Regions from separate parts of the Sus scrofa genome. Here region 1 is linked to region 2. The links are chromatin contacts, called in public HiChIP or PLAC-seq maps. All regions are on one chromosome and are shown on one strand. The core of a region is the stretch at or near the end of the contact, and the rest is flanking DNA. Distances in the headings are between cores, read along the strand shown. Region 1 overlaps FREM2 (FRAS1-related extracellular matrix protein 2). Region 2 overlaps FREM2 (FRAS1-related extracellular matrix protein 2).

Region 1 (3,078 bases), core at 269-2,768, 74 kb before region 2:
ACAGCTCAACCTACACCACAGCTCATGGCAATGCCGGATCCTTAACCAACTGAGCGAGGCCAGGGATCGAACCCACAATCTCATGGTTCCTAGTCAGATTCGTTTCTGCTGTGACTTCTCTCTCATTTAGATTGTAGCTCCATCATGTCCTAGATTTTGTTCCAAACTTCTTGCCGTGCTACACCAGGCCGCTCTGGTCTATCTGGACACCCCCAGCTTCACATCCCATCACTTCTCCATGGAGAAAAACATCTGGTCACATCCAACTTCTCACTGTTTTCTGCACACAATGACTGCTTTTGCATGTGGGAAGTCTTCTGCCCAGAATATCTCTCGCTTCCTACTCCTCCTCGCAATTTAAGTCCAACTCCGCTAAGGCTTGGGAAGCCTGGCTTAGCCTGCTGTGTGTACTTCTGTATCTCCAATCAGAGTCATTGTCACTCTTTATCTTCATGTGCATTCTGCCACTAACCGCCTGAGCCGCCCCTCCCTCAACACCCCCACCCCCAGCCCCTGCCCCAGGACAGGCATTCATCTAGTGTCCAAATCCAATTTAATAACACTCTTTCTAACACATCTGGCACATGCTATGAATGCTATACAAAGATTTTAGTGATTACCTATGAATGTGAACGACTGGAATTTGTGTTTATCTAGGTAAGACCGCCAAGGGGTTATTGATAACAAAAAGCCTGTTTAACCTTCCCTTCCCTTAGGAAACAGCATAGATGCTCTTAGAGTTTGCTAACTTCACTTCTACTCACAGATTCACAAAACTTATTTTCTGGTTGAGGATGAGGGTGTCAGGTTACTAGTTAATCAGGGGTTTCAAGTAACACAGAGCCGAACAAGTTTGCCAAGGATTTTATATGTCCACTTCTTTCAGATTTTATTTGAAATAAAATTCATAAACAACACTGAGAAACTTTGCGTCTCGTTAAGACCTGGGCATGCTCCAAGCACTTATCTTAAATGCTCAGCATTCACTCTACATCGGGGATTTTTAAATAGATATCTTGCTAGAGAATATAAAGTTAAGTGTATAAAGCTTAACTCTGAGTTGAATGAAAAAGTTCGTAACTCTTCTGACTTCTACAGACGCAAATCATCCTGCATTTCAGAATTTGTAAAATCAGAGGTACTACTTATGCAGGAGTGATAGGAGGATTTGAGGAACTAAGCTGAAGTTTATTATAACTTTCATTCTTACACTGGCCTTGCAAAACAGAACTCCATAGTTGATCTAAAGAACAGAAAGACATGTTATTTATTCATTTGTTACCTACCATGTAAATTCTTCTAAAACCTCAAAGCATGGGAATAATCAGTGTTGACATTTTTAATAACAGCAGCAGCAGCTGACAGAAGGTTTAGTGAAGTTTAGGTGACGTTAACTTAAAAAACCGACAAAGTTTTACTTCAGTGTGATTCTTTGCTTTTCTAAAACAGCTTCTGTCATCTATGTGGTGCAAGGAGCTGGTCTCAACATCTCACTGGAAACAAATTAAAGTCTGTGACTTGTGTCATAAATCCACACAACAGGTGCCTGACAGCTGATAACTACACTCCCAAATGCTTTGTCCCCAAGCCCTGACACCCCAGCCATTAAGGTTTTGATGAAAAGACCTCTTTTGAACTTCTCCAGCTGGTCTTTAGGCATCTTCATCTTCTTTTCCAATGGGAACACAACAGGTTTTTTGTTTTGTTTTGTTGTGTTTAGAATAACAAAGAGTCACAACCTTCAATTAGCCCTCCCAAGGAACATAGGGCTGCCTGGTTTCTAGAAAGACGAAGGATACTTTTCTTAACGAGACTAGTGTCACCACTTTGACTTCTGTTTAAAAAAGGGTAATTTCTGGGTGTCCACTTAATTTTGACAATTTTCTTCTTGAAGAAAAGATAGTTACCTGTAGAACATAATTCCACTGGTAGTATTTTTCCAGGCTGCCAAGGTTTTCTAACTTCCTACAGTTCCATTTGCCCAGAATAAAATAGTTTCCAGCATGAAATCTGAACTGGAAATCAAATACACAGCTATTTTTAAAAGCTGGATATCCCTATACCTTTAAACCAGCCGTAGGGATAGATATTTAATATTTAAAAAGATTAAGATATGAAAATTACTTTATTGGGGATAGTTGATAATTTCATTCTCAAGCTGTCTTGTTCTCCTACAAGGTAAGGAGAGTGGTTAGCAACCATGCTACTACCTTCAGCATCAGTCTTACTAATTATTGTGAGAATCAAAAATTAAAGTTAAAATAAGGGATTCATTTCCTTGCCTTTTCTGCATGAGGATGATCCTTTAAACTCTGCTTGGCCTTAGAATCTTCCAGAAAAGAATTTCTGAGAACTCCTGAAATTCTGTCTTCTGGCCCTTAAAGTCAGGTTGGCTTTTACTGTTTTACAGAAAACCTCCAGGTATGAAGCTGAAGCCTACTGGTTCTTACCACCCCCACTCCCACCCCCAGAAGTTGACACTGAACTTTGGAAGATGGAACAAGTACACCGATGATGTGCATGAGCTAGAGGCTGGCAAGTGTTGGGAGAGAGGCACTGATAATGAGCTGGGGGAGTTCACAAGAGAGGGATTACTTTGACCTGAGGGGATCAAAGACAAGTTCATGGAAGAGACAGTGTTTAAATGGAGCCCTAAGTACAGGCATTTGGACACTCCAAGAGATGGGGGGGAAAGGTGTTCCTGCAAGATTAAGTATAAGAACAGAGATAAGAAATGAGTAAAAAGGAAACTTCAAAGAATGTGATCGCTCAGGACATTGACTCAATATTTATTTCCTTCTCCTTTTCCTATTTAAGTAATTGGATATTAAAGACAAGGAAGGAGTGGTCAAGATGCATTCAGAATCTGCCCTGGGATGGGGTGGGGAAGGGAGCCCTAATCCTGACCCAGACACCCAGAGAGGAAGAACCTTGACCTGAGGGCAGCTGTGCCTTGGTATGACCAATGGAACTCCAAGAGACTGAGAGATAGACCAGGAAAACACATCAACAGATTTTTTAACTCTGCAGACTGCTTAATAACTCCAAGGATTTAGTCCAATCATCACACGTTGATAA
Region 2 (2,949 bases), core at 88-2,587:
ATCTCCAGCTGGGTGAAGACCACCTCCACCTCCAGTACCAAGGGTAGCACTGCCGCCCCTCCCGGTGCATCGTAGCGCAGCTGCAGCCGGACTCGATCTCTAGATGGGCTGCGCGCCCCCAGGTGCGAGTAGCGCACCTCTCCAGCGCCAAAGTCGCATGGGAAGCGCTTGGGACTCAGGCGGCCAGGCCTCTGGGCCAGCGCATCGTTGTCGAGCACGGTCACTGAGCAGCGGTCCCCCGGCTGCACCTGCAGCACCAGGTCCTGCAACGGATCCAGCCAGACCTCACGGCCGAAAGGCACCCGGAGCCCACGGTTCGCCAGGACTACGGCCTCTTTGGCGGGGACCCCTGCTACCCCCGCAAGATTCGGGGACAGCAACGCCCGACCGGGGGCAGCGGGCTGTGCCCGGACGCTGCTTACCGGTGACAGGAGAAGCAGCAGCAGCAGCACCAGCCCGGGCGGCGGAGGAAGCATTGGTTGAAAGTTGGTGGGGTTGGCTGCATGGCGCCCGCAGGCGGTGATCCCGGGGGTCGGAGCTGCGTGCATGGTCCGTGTGTTAGGGCTCCGACAGGTCAGCCTGAGCGCAGTCAGTCCGGGGCAGGGAGCAAGAGAGCCCTCCGGAAAGTGCCAGGAACTCCGCCCGCCGCCCGCAGGGTCCTGCTGGAGCAGGGGCTGGACCAGAAGGATGGGAAAGTGGCTCCGCGCGGTCCGGGCTGGAGCAGCCGCGGAGACTAAAGCGTCCCGACCCGCCCAGCGCGGTTCGCGGCTGGGTTGCGCGGAGAACTGAGTCCCTCCAACCACTCCTTCCCAGGTCCCGGGACCCTGGGCTTTGAGGGAAATCCCTCCCCTCGCACCCCCTTACTCCAGTCCTCCCAGGAGGCCAATCGTCGGTCCCGGGTGGAGGCCCGGAGTCGAGGGTTGGGTAGCGACCTCTGCCAATCAGCTCCGGGGCCGAGGCGGGGAAACCGCGCGGAGGGGAGGAGATGGAAGGCGCTACAGGTTGTCCTGGAAGTAGGCAACTGGCTCGACTCTGGGCTGCTAGGGTTGGGGCTCCAGCAGCGGAGCCGGAACGCGCCTTCCGCCTGCATTCACTTTTTTCAGCTGCCTGTGAACCAGGAATACCCCCACTCTAGTTCCCAATCCCCCCACTTCCATGGGATCCCGCGCAGGGGGTGCTTATTTCTCTCTGAAACTTGCAGACGCAGGAGGAAAGTTAGAAAGCAACGTCGCCAAAGTTTGAATCAAAACCCCAAGCAGTTTAGGGAGAAACTCTGGAGCGTACTTGCCTAAGAAGGAAAACTGGAATTAAAAAGCAATCTAGGGGAGGTTGCGCTCCCTACTCCACAGCCCCCCATCCCCGACTGCTGCTGTGGGCTCGTGCATTACAATGAGTATGGTCCCCGGATTGGTCAGGTTTTAACAAGCGCCTCCTTTGCAACCAAATCTCAGAGTAAAAGGTAAAAGGAGCATTTGGAATGTGTGAGAAATGTAGTCTGATCAGAACTGGGAGAGTCGCACCAAAGGATATGTTCGAGGAATGCAGCCCAGGCTCTTCCAAAGCCGCCGCTGCTTGGGTAGCTGTCATGAGAGACGTTCCTCTTCTCGCCGTAATTGGACCAAGTACACACTAAACCCGCTTGTCAGCATTACACTTCTTGGTCTGCCAAGAGAACGGATAAATATCCAGAGGGCGAACTCAAATGGGTTTGATCCCTTCAGCCAGCCGGTTTTGAAGTCAGATTCGAGCTCTGCCTGCCCCCTTGCGTTTGTCCGGTTTCAGAAGAGTGTAGATTCCCTTTCAGAAAGTTTTTTAACTGCTCCCCTCCCAACCCGCTCCCCCCACCAAAAAAAAAAAAAAAACAAAAAACAAAAAACAAAAAAACAAAAAAAAAACCCCACAAAAAACAAAAAGACAAAAACATCCTCACAAATAAAACTCTATCATTTTCAGATTAGTTCTTTTCCTGAGTCTTGCTTTCCTTAAGCAAAATGTTTCATTTGGGGTCATGTTCTTTATGACCCTGATAATTAATTGGAATATAAAATTGAAATAATGATCATCCTCCCTTTTCCTGATTAAAAGTATGTTAGATTTGGGGGAAAAAAGGAGTGCTATGCCCTTTTACAATTCAGTCCAAACTGAGGACATAAGATGCATAAGCAGGCACATATCAGAGAAAAGCATTTATCCCTTTAACCTTTTTTGGTCTTTGGCCTGAGATCCTCCAGTTCAGGGTTTTGATTGCTGCCTGAAGCATTGAGAGCTATTTTCCAGGCCACAGCACAAGCTCTGTATGTAAGTATTGCTGAGAGATGTCAGAGTCCACTCTAGGAAGGCCACTGGGCAGCATCTGTCCTTGGGAGAGGACAGAGAGGGAGAAAGAGAGAGAGAGATTAATTCAAGAGAGCCATTTATCCAAACAAATAACATTTAGTTAATTGAATATTACTTCAGCTTAATCTACATTTTTTGTACTTTCAGGGAACTTTGAACTCCTGCTTACAATTGATACACTAAAACGAATATCCAGAAGCATAGAAGAGATGTGAACAATCTTTTAAACATTTGAGAAAATCCCCATCCAGCTCATCATCAATTTCCAGTCTGCTTTGGCACTGTTACTTTGTAACTTAGTAGGGTTATTTATTATTGCATACAGAATTCAAGTTGTAGTGACAAGGAAAAATTCTGTTATATCCTGTTCACAAATAAAACAAACGGAAAGATGTCAAGAGAGACAGGACATCAATTTCAGAACATGGCTCTTTAAATATTGTATTTCAAATTCTGGTTATGTGTTTTGATTGAAAAATGTCAGCTGGAACCCAAGGGGTCTTTAATTCAGGTATTGAGACCCTGGTATGTTCTGACCCCTGATGCTTCTCAGTGGCTCCAGGGGTTTCCTTTCTTCTTTTTAAAGTCCAACTCTATTTGACTTGCAAGCAG

What was found. HiChIP or PLAC-seq counts read pairs in DNA pulled down with a chosen protein or histone mark.
Region 1: a contact with region 2 is called in an H3K27ac HiChIP or PLAC-seq map of skeletal muscle. The contact joins two enhancer-like sites. A contact is called at or near these places in 1 of 5 promoter capture datasets (liver), 23 of 47 Hi-C or Micro-C datasets (adipocytes, alveolar macrophages, brain and 13 more) and 1 of 2 datasets of contacts at active chromatin or transcription factors (skeletal muscle).

What each region holds. Positions count from the first base shown.
Region 1 is chr11:14,031,516-14,034,593 of Sscrofa11.1, reverse strand. All of the region lies in intron 8 of FREM2 (FRAS1-related extracellular matrix protein 2), which reads right to left. Among named protein-coding and RNA genes, the nearest start is that of STOML3, 120 kb to the left of the region's middle. Within about 2 kb of position 1,518, at least 7 of the 83 cell types and tissues checked have an H3K27ac peak or open chromatin away from gene starts, as enhancers often do. A contact at or near this core is called in fetal skeletal muscle and skeletal muscle, where this site is marked.
Region 2 is chr11:13,957,464-13,960,412 of Sscrofa11.1, reverse strand. FREM2 (FRAS1-related extracellular matrix protein 2) reads right to left here. Exons shown (of 30, transcript XM_021065218.1): 6 at 2,201-2,358; 7 at 1-1,662. The coding sequence starts at 548. Among named protein-coding and RNA genes, the nearest start is that of FREM2, 180 kb to the right of the region's middle. Within about 2 kb of position 1,337, at least 28 of the 83 cell types and tissues checked have an H3K27ac peak or open chromatin away from gene starts, as enhancers often do. A contact at or near this core is called in fetal skeletal muscle and skeletal muscle, where this site is marked.